Linked DNA regions of Gossypium hirsutum: region 2 is linked to region 1. The links are chromatin contacts, called in public Hi-C maps. All regions are on one chromosome and are shown on one strand. Each heading gives the region's core, a stretch centred on a gene start, on an enhancer-like site or on the middle of the called end of the contact. The rest is flanking DNA. Distances are from core to core; before and after follow the strand shown.

Region 1 (6,996 bases), core at 4,107-6,606:
TTGCCATTAACGGTGTAACGATAAGCTGACGTGGCACATTAAATCATCATTTCAAACAAAAATTTTAGGTTAAATTATACAGTTGGTCCTTATATTTTTTTTCATTTTGAGCAATTTAATTTTTTTCTTTTATGTTATTTTAACTTTCCTTTTTTTCTTCTTTATTTTCCATTCTCTTCTGCTTCTCTTATTGTTTTCCTCCCTTCAATTATTTATGTCAATAATTGGCAACGACTGGTTGGTTCGGAAAAGAAATGAACAATGATATAAAGCAGCTTAAGATAGTGTACTCAGGTGCATGATAGCCGAAGGTTCCCAAAACACAAGTAGAATGAAGATGAGCAGCCATGTCGAGAGCCTAGTCTGAGAGGTTAAAATCTGCAATCTTCGCTTTGAAGTCTTCAAAAAGGACATTGCTAGATCTGATATCTTTGTGGATAATCAAAGGTTGAACCTTCTCGTGCAAATATTCAAAGCCCCTTACCGCATCAACCACAATTCTTACCCTCTGCATCTAGTCAAGAACTAGACCTGGTTGTGCCCCTTGAACTCCCTTCCTTCATGTGATCCCCAAGAGCAAGAAACAAAAAATGTCAAACTAAAGAGCTTAACCTATATGCACGGATATTTTAACAAATGGAAAATATATAAAAAGCTATGTTAAGAGAAATGGAGAAGACAAGAAAACTAAAGAAGCAAAAGAGAATGGAAAATAAAGGAAAAGAAAGAAGAAAAAGTTAAAAGAATATAAAAAAATTAAATTGCCCAAAACGAAAAAATATATGGACCAATTGTATAATTTAACCTAAAATTTTCATTTGAAATGATGATTTAACGTACTACGTCAGCTTTCCATTAGACCATTAACGGAAATTAACGGCTCAGTGACTAAAACGTAACATTTCAAACATAAGTGACTAAAATGTAATATGAGACAAATAAAAGTGATTATTTTGGTAGTTTACTACAAGTAAAATTAAGTATTATAAATCTATATATAATCGAATTAAAAGTAAGTATAAAATATTTAATATATATTTTCATAAAATTGTTTAAAAATAAATAAATAAGAGAGGCAAAAAACGAAAATATAATTATAATAGATGAATTTTTATTAAAAATAAAATTACATATATTAACTTTAAAAATACATTACATTTAAGATATTGTTATATTAGAATATAATGAAAATTTACAATTTAATATAATAATAAATTAAAATAGTTTTATAAATAATTAAAATAATAAAAAATTTTATTGAATAGAAAAAATTGAAGATAGCAAAAACATATTTAATTAAAAAATTTTTTTTTTCATTTAAAACTCATTCAAAAGATAAACCTATTCTAGTGTATTTTCATGAGTGAGAAGGAATTTTTTTTTAATCTAATAATTAAGCTACAAAATTTTTGTCTTTACTCAATTTCATCTTAGTGAATTTTTTAAATAATAATTATTGGGGAGGAATCTGCTTATATTCGTGTAAAATTTAGAGTGGTTTTACATACTTTTATAATTTTTTATACGATTAATATTTTAACAATTCAACAATTGAATTTATAAGGTATTTGTACTTGTTATGCATATAAAATTTTTAACCGATCCAATATCTCTATTATATTGATATAAAACATTGTCTATATTAAAATATATTTAACGGTTAAATTTTTTTCATAAAATGAATAGTTAAAATTTTTTAATTTATGTCAAACTTGACATGCATGATCTATATGAATTGAGCATGAAATATTCAGTTAGATTGTTAAAATATTAATTGTGTAAAAAAGTATAAAAAAGTGTAAAATTACGTAAGTTATATATCGATGTAATTGGATTCCTTCTATAATTAATTTAATATTTTTAAACATAAATTATAATTATAAGCAATAAATCTCACCTAAAATTTTTCAAGAAATTATTGTTGATCGAGACTTATTAAGCTAAATGCTTATATAAATACCTAATCTTTTGAGAGTTACTTAAATAAGGGTTAATCATTTCAAAACATTCAAATAATGGCTTAATATTTTCGAATCTTAGGGTGGGTTTGGATGGGCGATTGGGTGCGGTGCGGTGCGTTTAGCTTACTTTTTATCTCACGTTACAGTATCCAATCTCACCACCACCACTGTTTTTACACTAACCGTAACCGCGGGTAAACGCACCGCCCATCCAAACTCACCCTTAGTTGGGCATTTGTAATGTATACCCAGATACATTTGTGGTGTTGAAAAAACTTGTATTTTTTAATGATGAAATGTATTGATTTAAACTAGATGGAATTTGTATAAGATAAATAAAACTATTTTTAATTAAAAAAGGAAATTGTATTTTATTTGAGTCTAAAACCCAAGTTTGGAAGAAACCTTAATCTACCCAAAAATTGTCCAGAATCGAAATTTCTCAAAAATAGTCTTAGATTATCCAGTTGCCTTTGCATCTGGAAGCATTCATTAGTGATTTTTACAACAATTTGTCCCTTAGCCCAATCTCTGGAACCTTAAAGTAAGAGGAGCAAAATTGGTGAAATTGGGCACTTGCTTCACAATGGCATTCACGCCTTTGTGTTTTGGTAAGCCATGGATAAAGGCCACAGTTGGATCGCCCACCAACAAGACAAGAAGAAAGAGAGATTGGGGAGAAAAGTGGAGATCAGGAGAATGAGGGAAGAATTTCATCATAAAGTTAAGCACCAGAACTGTCTCATGTAAATTCTACTATCAAGTCCCTCGCAGTCTTTTTTTTTTTTTTTGTTCGGGGGGGGGATTTGTAATTGAAGACCATAATATTAGCTTTGTTGAATTGAATAACCCATGATATTTCATGGACAAATTGTTTCCTTTTGCTTTATAAATTGCCATTATTATCTATTGTGGAAATTTTTGTTGGTTTAAAAGAAAACCACATCGATATCATCTTCATGGAGGTTTCTAAATCTTTTGATTTTGATTTTTGCATTTGATTTTTGTTTGTTCATCTTAAGTTTTTCAAGTTTCAAAATTTTCAAAAATTATTCTACAATTTTGAGTTAGGATAACAGTAAGGAAATCTTTTAGTACCTTTTTTTACTTTCAAATTCTCTTTAGGGTTTATCTATGAAACTTAGAAAATTCTTTTAGAGCTGATGAATAAATATGGGATTTTATATTAGCTTTTAAGTATCTATATCTGTGTATGCTAAATTTGGCTTACGTATAATTTGTTTTTTTTTTCAAATTTGGGTAATCCATGTGATAAACCCTTATTTCAACAAAATTGACAACATTAGATCCTTATTTGAAGGTTTTGGAACGTGTTAATCCTTATTCAAGCAACCTTGAAAAGGTTAGGCCCATTTAGCCTAAGATCTAATTCTTATCGTCTTATTGCTCTACTGGTGTAGAGTTTGGCAGTAGAATTGAATAAAAAAATTAATATAAAACTAACTCATACCATCATGTATATATATGTTATACATAAAATAATAGACCTGCATTTCATACTTCTCAGCATAAACATTATACTTAAGAGGATTGATTAGCTTATACAGATGTAAAATTAGTTTTTTCTTATATGATCTTATAGTTTCATGTAAAGTTTTGAATCAATTCATCGAAAATACCATTTTTTATTCGTCCTACATACCGTACTTACAAACTTGAACAGGCCACAACATGCACAAGAAGCACAACCGATCTCGCATTTACCGCCAAGGGACTGCAAATCACAACAAGGTTAACCTTATATGGGAAAAATGCCATAAAAAAACACTACATAGGAAGCAGACCATCAAAGCAGAACATCTTCTGCCCAATGCTGGTATTCAAGTTATTGCCCCTGGAACAAGAAACCGGTAATAACATCTGAAACTATCCCGTAAGTATGTTGGCATCTGAAGCCTGATCAGGTCCATTAGTCAGAAGGAAGAAAGCCCCGAAATTTGTCGGAACTTCTCGTAAGATACCCAGAAAAAGAATTGCCAAGGACCAAGCCTTGCCCATGTAGGAAAGAAACCTTTCCACAATGCTGTTAAACCTTCGATTTTCACCGTCTTCACCAAACAATCATATGAGCTCTTGTACAAAACATTCCCTTCCTTACTAGCCGCTTGATTCATCATTCTTGTCTTCACAACATCAACCGGACAACTCAGCATTGTAGCAGAGAGACCTGACATGATCGATGCCAATGTGTGTGCATAGATGTTATCATCAGATATCTGATTATTTATAACAAAACGTTTTGCATGATCATAACAGGCTACTTCACCCATGTTCACTAAGAACGCCCTCTGAACATTTGGCAAAACCCCTTTCCAAAGACCTCCAAGACCTTCCATGGCTACAATTTTGTTAAAAGCATCAAAGAGTCCTTTGTATCGTGGTTGAAGACCCTTGTTTATCAAACGGCCATCCGCTTGCATCCTCACCTTAACAAGATCAGCTGGACTTGCCACAAACTGTACTGCTAATACTATTACATTCCAAATCAATACTTACAATAATCAATCTTGTCAAAAATGTAAGTGCATAAGCAATAGCTGGATGGCTAACACTGTTAATTGCTATGAAATAAATTGTTCTCAAAAAGCAACCTAAAACATTAGGCTGAAATATAATTTTTTTACTGGTTGAATATAATGGACTGAATTTTTAAGTGACCATAACGGTGAGATCAAATATCAGAAAAAATTTTCATGTCATCGATTTATTATAAGTAGTGGGATTAAATCTAAAATTTCAGCATAACAGAGCTACTGGAACCTTTTACATATTTAAGAAAAAGTAATAATCCCAATTCATTTTTTTGGCAATTTCAAGAAAGCAAATTAATCTCCATGATTTTGATTCAGTATTTGAAGGCAAACCTGAGCAATAGCGCCGGAAATGCCACCTACAAGCGCTTTAGAAGACAGAGAAAGAGAGCCATCTGCGCTCACCAAATTCCTTAAATTCTCGTAACTGACGATCCGAATGGGAGTGTAGAACAGATGCCTAATAATAGCCGGGGAGAGACCTTTATACAGCCCTGAAACGCCTTGGTCACGGACGATACCGGCGGCGACACGGAACGAATTGGTGGGACGGCGCGTGGAGGAGGAGAGAGGTTGAGACTCGCCGTGAAGCTGGAGCCTTGTCTTGGTTAAGTCTATGGGAAAGGTGGAAGTTCCCGCCACCATAGCCGATAGTGACGTCAACAAGATCTTAATTCCGGTTCGGGTTCTGGTTTCTTTATGTCCATGGACATTTGCCTTCATTTGATGTTTGAGACTTTGAGAGAGACCTAAGCTAATGGTGGTTTTGAATCCGCCGTAGACTGCCTTTAGCTTACTTTTTGCCTTTACCTTACTTTTTGTCTCGCCCTATAATATCTATCACTCTAAGCTAGTTTTGAAATAAATAAGTTAAAAAATGTTATTCTGGTTTTAGTCCCTCTTATCATAATAAAATTTAGATTTCATCCTTAATTTTAAGTTGACCTAATCTCACGTCTACTTCTATAATCTTTTTAGTATGTCTAAATTAATTATTGCCGCTGAAAAAATGCCCCAAAATTGAATGTTATTTGAACAGTGACAGATTTCACCATTAAGTTTTGAGAGAATTTAAATTAATTTTCAAAAAAATTTAGGTTTTAATTAAAATTTTTAACAAATTAAAGGCTTAATTAGAATTTTTAAATTTTCTGAAAAATCTAATTAAATTTTAAAAAATTTGAGGGCTTAATAGAAGTTCTAAAATTTTTAAAGAGGCCTAATCCAAAATTTTAAAACTTTAAGAGGTCTAATGAAAATTTCTAAAAATCATGAGGGAATAATTAAAAATTTCAAAAATTTTAGGAATCCAGGTACTAACCATGTTCCGCCTTCACAACTTGACTATAAGAAAGTTGTTAGAAAAAAAATAACGTCATAGAGGGACTAAAATTTAAAATAGACCAAAAAATGGCTTTTGAAATAAGTGAAACGACACATGTCATGCGTCGTTTAGGTGGAAATTGAGCAAAAGGGATTCATGGCAGTGGCGGTAAAGAAGAAATCGAAAAAATGGAACTAAAAAATTCCACAGTTCAATTCTAAGCTGAAGTAGTGAGACCTAAGTTAGGGTTTTTCAAAGCAAGGAGAGGATTTGTGTTATTTTCTTGTCAATGGAGTCATTAACTTCTTCTCCAGTGTGCAATCTAGGGATTTTGATCAGTCTCGACAACGACTCCGTCCAAGAAATCCTCCAAAGCTACGACGGTTTCTGCACCGCCGCTAATTCTCTCCTCAAAATCTCCGGCGATCTCTCCCTCGAACATGACTTCGTTTCTCATGTTCACACTCTCTGCAAACACGGCCTCCATATTCTCTCTCGGGACTACTTCCTTAGATTACTAGAGGTAATAATCGGTTAAGCCATTGCAGTCTCTTTCGAAATTAAATTTTCTTGATTTCATTTTTTTTTCTAAATTATAGGAAGCGTTTGAGAAAAATGGGGCGTCGAGATTTTGGCGCTATTTTGAGGATTATAGCAAAATTGAAGAAGATTTAGAGAAGATTGATGAGGATGAGATTCAAAGAGTGCTTTGTAATGCTTTGGAGGAGATTTGTTTAGAAAAAGAAAATCAAGAGAAATGCTTGTTAATGTTAGTTCATGCACTACAGTCCTATATGGATAATTTGACTGATGGAAAGCCCGACTTTGATGTGGGAAAAGTCTATCTTTTCTCAAAGTATCAATTAATTGTTTCCTCCATACTTATGGCCAACCTACCTCGACATTTTCCCGGTATGAAATTACTAGCTTTTTATTGAAAAAAAGGTCAGTTCTTTCGTTGTGCATTACTGGGGTTTTATTATTTGATTATTAGCTGATAATTTCATTGATGTTGTTAGAGGTGCTTCACTTTTATTTTAAGGGAAGGCTTGAGGAGTTAAGTACCATAATGGATGGAGAATTAAATGAGGAAAATGAGCATCGAGATAGAGATGAGATGGATTTTGATGAAAAGAACAAGTATAGAACTGGTGAAATG
Region 2 (7,639 bases), core at 254-2,753, 600 kb before region 1:
ACCTAGCATGCCTAATTGTTCTAGAAGAGTGATAGTGGGTTGGTGTTTGCTATCTAGGGTTTACTAATTAGAATGAAAAGAGAGACAACTGCTTTAGCACTAAGGAGAGATAAAAGGTTAATGTTACATTAATTGTATCTGGGTTAAGCATCAGGATCTTATACATATTAAACTATATTCTCAGACTGTTTTGCTTAGTAAGTGGGCAAATCAACAGCTGCAGAAACGACCATGTAAGAGAGTGTCCATCTAATTTACAAAAACCCAATCCGTAGCTCCAAAGATTGAACCGCAAGCAAGGAAGTTTTTGTTCATAGAAAAGGCCAAAGTCACATAAATCGGCCTAGTGAACTTCATAACCAACATCTCATGATAAGTGAACATGATGGATCTGATGTAAAAAAAGAACATAACAAGCCTTGAACACTAAAGAAAAAGCAGTAATTTTCTATGGAACACCGAGACCGAGAGACCCTTTAGCTTAGCACTAAGCAACTAGGGTTTAAATCTTTTTCCAAGTAATTCCAATCAACCAAGATGATCCTAATGATCATTACAATAAATCTACGTAGCTTTCAACGCTTAGAACTACAAGCACTCTAAATTGAATCATTGTTACAAAGAACAACTCAACTATATGTATTGTAGATGCAACAATTATGGTCCCTTCACCAGCCAACCCCCCCCCCTTAAAGCAACATATTCGTGGGAAGGGATTATAATACTTACATCGACTTGGCCTTTCTTGGCAACGTTAGTCCAGTCCTTGGTGTGGACTCCAGTCCTCCAATCGAAATCAACGGTGACCGTGATCGGCGGCGAATGCTCCGGCGCCCAAAAGCAAGCCATGTAATCACCTTGCTCCGTCGCCGTGAATGCAAACTGCCCATTCTCCACCTTTTCTGCCGAGTGAAAATTATTCCCATACGAAGACGTTACCTACAAGAATTTACAGCCCCAAAACATCTTAAATCACTCCCAAAACTCAAAACACAAAATTAGATAGAAAAAGGTTGGGTTTTTTTTAAGAGTACCCTGACGGTGAGCTTGTGAGAATCGGGCAAAGGATGATCTTCGTTAGGTTTAACAACGTGGTACTTTCCGACAGTCATTGAATTGCTCTTGATGTCTTCGGCGATGCATTTAGTTTGTCCCGATTGCAGATCGAAACGCAAAGATTGCGATGCACGGAATAAAACCCCCACCAACAGAACCAAGACCAATACTGACCGGAGAATCATGGTCAACGGCGAAGCTTTGATTCCACAAAACAAAGAACGCAAAATCAGTGGATGCAAAAAGAAGAAGAGATTGGGGAGGAAAAATAAAATTAATAATAATAGTAGTGCTAATAGTAATAAATAGAGGTCAAAATTAATAAAGACACGCGGTGGGATGGGATTGGAAGAGACACGTAACTGTGGAGACTTTTAGATACGATTAGGCTGTTTGATGTCCTAAAATCCCAGATCTGTCTTAACGTAACAGCACGTTTTATACAGATACGCACAACATTGGATCTGTATTTCACTGTTTTGTCTTTATTTTTTCAATAATAGTAATAATAATTCAGGGTTAAATTAGTTAGACAGTCCGTTTCCATAATTAATTAAGAAATTAGGTTTTTTAATAAATTTAGGGAAATTAATTAATTTTGGAGCGAAAAACAGAAAACACATTTTGTTGTACATGTTTTCATCGAACAATAACTTTTAATATAACAGCTAATTTATTTCATACTTCCATTTTCTTCTTTTGCATTCAAATTCTATTCTCTCAACTATTTTATTATCATTTTTTCATTCAATTTTTCTCAAATTTTTATTGTCTTAATTTTATATTTCGTAATTTTTTGATTTTATTTTATTTTTATAATTTTTAAAATGTTAATGCCACTTATACATTTAGATGGCAAACACATTTCCAGCGTCCAATAGCAAATGGCAAGAAAATATTATTTATTTTTTTAATTTTAATTAATATAATTATTAAGTTGTTAACATTATTAATTTTATAATTTTTTATATTAATATAACCAGACTGACGATTATATTATCGAGACGTACATACACAATTTAAATGCGAGGGCATCGCGCGTTATTAAACAACACTTACAAGAGGCGAGATTCTTGCATGTGTCTCGTATGCGAGGGGGACTAAATTGGATCCCACACTTATCAACTCTTTGGTGGAAAGATGGAGACCCTAGACACACACATTTCATCTTCCGTACGGTGAGTGTACAATTACATTCAAGGATGTAGTATTTCAACTCGATTTACTAGTTGATGGGGCAATCATTATGGGGTTAGTGGGCATTGGTGATTGGAACGCAATTTATGACCAATTATTAGGGTGGGTTTGGATGGACGATACGTTTACCTGCAGTTAGTGTAAAAATAGTTGTGGCGATGAGATTAGATATTGTAGCGTAAGACAAAAAGTAAGCTAAACGCACCGCACCGTCCGTCCAAACCCACACTTAGGCAAGGTATTGGACAAGTTGAGTGGTAGTCGGATAGAGATAAAATGGTTAGAAGACAATTTTAATTATATTGACAACTCTGCTGGTGTCGTTGAAAGACAACAATACACGCGAGTATTCATCCTGAAGTTAATCAAAGGTCTTCTAATGCCAAATAAATCTCAACATCTGGTAAATTTAAGGTGGCTCCTACAACTAGTCGACCTAAAAAAAGCGAGGTGACTCGGTTAAGGATCAGTTGTGTTGGCAACATGGTACCGAGAAATGTATCGGGCAACGAAAGCACAAAAAATTAAAATTGATGGTCGCATACTCCTTCAGTTATGGGCATGGTACCGCCTACCATTTTTACATCGCCAAGTAAACGCCCCTTATGAATTCCCACTTGTAATACGACAAAATTCATTTAATAATATAGTTATCATAATATTTTTTTTCATTATTATTTTTTTGAAATAACATATTATTTGAATAGGTGAAACAATAACACGAGTCATGTGGGTATACCAGACAAGCTCGAAGATATTCGGTTATTACTAGATCAACAATCATAAATCGATGTTAACTTTTGAAATTTTCAATTATATAATATTTACGTAAGGATTTGAAATTTAATATTAAGTACATAATAGAATTTATAATTTCATACTATAGTTTGAATGAATGTCATACTCTGATTCAAGAATTCAAGAATGCATCTCGGCCAAATTTTTGACAAATCGCAAAATTTGGCACATCAAAGTGTCATTGATAGTTTTTGCAATGGTCGAGATGCATGAATCACATCAAGTGATGCGCCAGTTTGTGTCTAAGCAAAATATTTTGCCTTCACCCCAATAGCTCAATGAACTTCACAAGACCGATTTGCGCGGAAGGAAGGGGAATCAATGAAGATAAACCTAAATTCCATGTCAAATATATCTACATTTGGGAACATAGGTATAGTTTCTTACCTATACACGAACCAATTCTCCCACCGGATTTGGCGACCTCTCTAGATTACATAACATGATTTAGACTTCATGGTAAGCCATATCTACTTCTGGAGGAGGAAAAAAGTAGGTAATGTCGTCATAGAAGGCCAAGACGACCCCACATGAGGCTGCTATCGAGAGTACATGCATTAATGGAATCATCATCAGCTCCAACCTCACATGAGGCACTGATAGGTGCACCACTTCCCTGTCAATATGGTTCATATTTTTATGGTACTTTTACTAACCCTATTTTTTTACACAAGCACCACATTATACACTATAATACCATGCATCAACACCTTCTCCAAGTATATTTTTTGCACCACCTCCATCCTCAAGACCATATTACACGCCACTGCCAACAACAACACCGATGTATCTGTCATTACCTACAATTCCAACATTCTATCCACAATCGGGTTATTCGACACCATACAATTATTTGTCGATAGTGTCACAAACACCCCTAGCATCATTTTTTTTCAGAGGTGAGTTATCTTGGCAACCACTTATTATGATATACGACGGGAACCTAGGACGTAAATGCACTATAACACGAAGGAACGAGATGAATATGAAGATCAAAATAAAGGTGAAGGTGAAGATGAAGATGAAGATGAAGAAGATAAGGAGCCAGAATCCTAACTACGATGAAATCCTCCTCGAAATCAATACCTACTTGGTTGTGGCACACATTTGGGACAACACTGATGGATTTTTTATTTTAAATTTTTCTCATGTAAATCATCATTTAGTTTGTTAATTTTTAATTTGTATTGTATTAAAATCTTCCATCCATAATGTACTTATTCCAATTTCCTTAAAAAAGTTCTATTGTATTTTACATCAATAATATATTTATTTACAGTCTACAAAAAAATAAAAAAAATTGTATTCTATTGTATTTTATATCAATAATATATACTTATTTACAATTTACGAAAAAAATTAAAAAATTTATTTGTAGTTTATTCTATTGTATGCATTCTCAATAATATACTTATTTACAATCTAAGAAAAAAATGAAAAAAAATGTTTATATTGTATTTTGTTGCATTTTACATCAACAATATATACTTATTTACAATTTACCAAACAATGAGAAACGGTGGAAAAATGAACAAATTGTTTGTTTGTTTGTTTATAAAAAAAATGAATAAAATTTTTTAATTAGGTCTTCTCCTCAATGATGCCCTTAAGTGTGGATATGTTGTTTTACTATGCCTAGATTCCTAAAATAACTACATAACCTCAGTTGGTTTATGCTATCTCGAATATCCATATTGTCGTGCATCCAAGTAGAATTTGGTTCACCTTTTGGCTTACGACACAACATAATATCTGGTACCAACTCGAATGGAGTGCTCGAGATAGACAGCCACATACTTTTATTTAGGACCGACGGGAATTCAGATACTTTGTGCATGTGTTTTAGTTTGTAAAATTCGTTAACATAACTCATGCAATCTAGACGTGCCAAGGCACATGCAACAATTGCATGTGCGCATGGAAAACAAAATGTTTGAAATCTCCTATAGTCGCAAGTCCTTGTTCTTAGGTATACAAAGTACGATCCTCCGATAATACCTTCTTCAGGTCTATGGAAGAACTCTGTAGCCCGAAATATTTGATTTGGATGCGAGTGACACACTACAGGCATAAAATTCGCTTTCTACATTTTCTCTAATATCTTTCATCACCTCTTCACACCAAATGTGATAGCCCTTTACCTGTCCAACATATTTTGCCGCTCATTTTGGAAATAAGGCTGTTAAGCGTAAATATTTTTTTTGACCACCGACGTTATCGAAAAATGACATGTCCATTTCAATACAGAATTTATGCATCTCGCTAGATTCGTTGTCATGTGCCTGTATCATAGACCTCTATCATATGATTGAGTTCATTGCCCATTGGGCATCCCATCAAGATATTCCGCATTAGCTTTGTTTATAGCCTGCAAGTTCTCTAACATTTCATGGAATCAATATTGGACAAGCTCGTATCCCATCGAAGGGAAAAAACCAATATCAATAAATGCAAACAATGTTTATGTTAAAGAATGATATAGAAAAGCATATTTACTACGTACCCATGTTAATAACATGTTGTCGCTTAGCATCCTTATGATATCGACCCATGTAATTTGACTCTCTATGACGTATACAATACTTATAGTGTGCACGATCCTAGAGGCTTCCACATCAATCAATTGCAGCCTATATTCTAGGCCCCCTATCAGAAATGATGCATATATCGGGTTACGATACAACATACCTTCTCAAGTTAGTCAAGAAGAAATCTCAAACATCAGCGATTTCTTCTTTAACAATTGCAAAAGCTATTAACAAGATTTTTTGATTACCATTCTGTGCAATAGCCAACAATAAATGATGCTCATATCTTGCGTACATGAATGTGTCATGAATTTGGACTAATGGTTTACAATACTAGAATATTGCGATGCATTGCCATAATGCACAAATTTCTTTTACAAATCGATGATGATATCTAGGACATACTGATTTAGTACCTAACACCATTGTCATAAATCATTATATGATGTACAACATGGTGCAATTGTACTAACTACGAATATTAACAATCAAAATTGGCACTAGATTCCTAGGGCTCATTTTCATCATAGGTAAGATAATGTCAGAGATCATGTCAGAATCCAATTTCGAATGATCTTGTGGCATACCTGCAACAACACAAGTTTTTTAAAATAAGTAAGACAATGTTAGATATTAGGTTAGAATCCAATTTCAGATGATTCTGTGACATACCTGCAACAACATAAGTATGTTATATTTCTTAACTATTTAGAACCCAATCTTCTTTCTCACAGATGTCTTGATTTTTCCATGGACATCTTCTATCACGCATTGCACACTTGGCTTCAAAATTTTTTGATTGGGATTTTGTAAAATGGAAGTTGACCCCATGCTTTATGTTATATTATTTCACTGTAGCAAAAAAAGACATCGTTGGAGGAAAACTCTGTTCCAACTTGTAAATCACCGACATTTAATAAAGAACTTGCATGACTCGATATTCTATGAGAAAATTCTTGAAATTCTAACCCACCTTCAGCATCAAGGTCGACATTAAGCATGTGGAGTGCAGGTGCATATGTCATGAAATCTGGATGGATTTGTCCAGCAATTTTCGGACCTTTACCTTCAAAACCACTTTCTTCTGGTTCACTGCAGCAACAAAAGCATCTTTAGAGGAAAACTTCATCCCAACTTTTAAATCGTCAACATTTAACGAAAATGTAACACCCCAAACTCAGCCTAGACATTACGGTCGGATTGTGGAGGTTACATTGTATGTGAAAACTGTGTTACTTTAACTTTGGTGAAAACCCATTTTTTTAAGTCAAAGAAAATCAGATTGATTATCCCAATGAAAACATATCAATTCCAAAAACCCGTGAATACTCTAAGAAAGCACGACTTAATAACTTTAATAAAAAAAATCTAATTTATTCAATTGATTAGTGTGATAAAACATTTTGTCGAATAATAAATAAAGACTTGACAACAGAATACATTTTAATAATCAATTTTATATACCCTTAGTTTATTGTTAATTGACTTGATTTAATCACCGGTTTAAGAACTAGAACTTTTGCATGAAAAGAACCGAAAATAAGTTTTTAAGTCCTAAACAAATTAAAATGTCCCAAAACTTTGAAAAAGCCCATAAAAATATAAATCCATAACATATTAAATCAAAAACGTGAAACCGGGCTCTAGTGTCGCTGTCCAATCCTAAGCTTGAAGGTCACCTAAAATAAGGCAAAAAAATGCATGAGCTTTACACCTAGTGTGTGATTGGACCCACAAAATGCAGTATAAATATATATTTATATATCAAAATGTACCACATCACATCAGATTCCATATCGAAGCATATCTTATAACATATCATATCATACCATATTTCGTATCAAAGCATACCTTATAACATACCATATCCTACCCCCAACCGCTACACACTATCTTTGTCCAACCAATCACACCAATTAGGACTACAAGAGTCCATCCATCCAATCACACTAGTACATGACGGTGTGCCACTCATAAATATGCTGTTGAATTGCCAAACAGAAATTTGCAGTTTAGCCGCCATAATTGTAGTAAATATTGCCATATAACACTTCATCCAT

The links. Hi-C and Micro-C count contacts between places; a contact is called where the count stands out from the background.
Region 2: a Hi-C map of hypocotyl shows a contact between it and region 1, with 2.4 times the contacts expected there. The contact joins the promoter of LOC107920188 here to the promoter of LOC107918344 in region 1. A contact is called at or near these places in 6 of 34 Hi-C or Micro-C datasets (hypocotyl, leaf and petal).

What each region holds. Positions count from the first base shown.
Region 1 is chrD13:14,382,345-14,389,340 of Gossypium_hirsutum_v2.1, reverse strand. It overlaps LOC107918344 (mitochondrial uncoupling protein 3), which reads right to left and starts at 5,356. Exons shown (of 2, transcript XM_016847878.2): 1 at 4,847-5,356; 2 at 3,531-4,438. The coding sequence starts at 5,236. The coding sequence ends at 3,896. LOC107920483 (anaphase-promoting complex subunit 2) reads left to right here and starts at 5,966. Exons shown (of 16, transcript XR_005922757.1): 1 at 5,966-6,360; 2 at 6,437-6,749; 3 at 6,857-6,996.
Region 2 is chrD13:14,978,289-14,985,927 of Gossypium_hirsutum_v2.1, reverse strand. LOC107920188 (transmembrane emp24 domain-containing protein p24delta9) reads right to left here and starts at 1,503. Exons shown (of 4, transcript XM_016849749.2): 1 at 1,035-1,503; 2 at 730-939. The coding sequence starts at 1,241.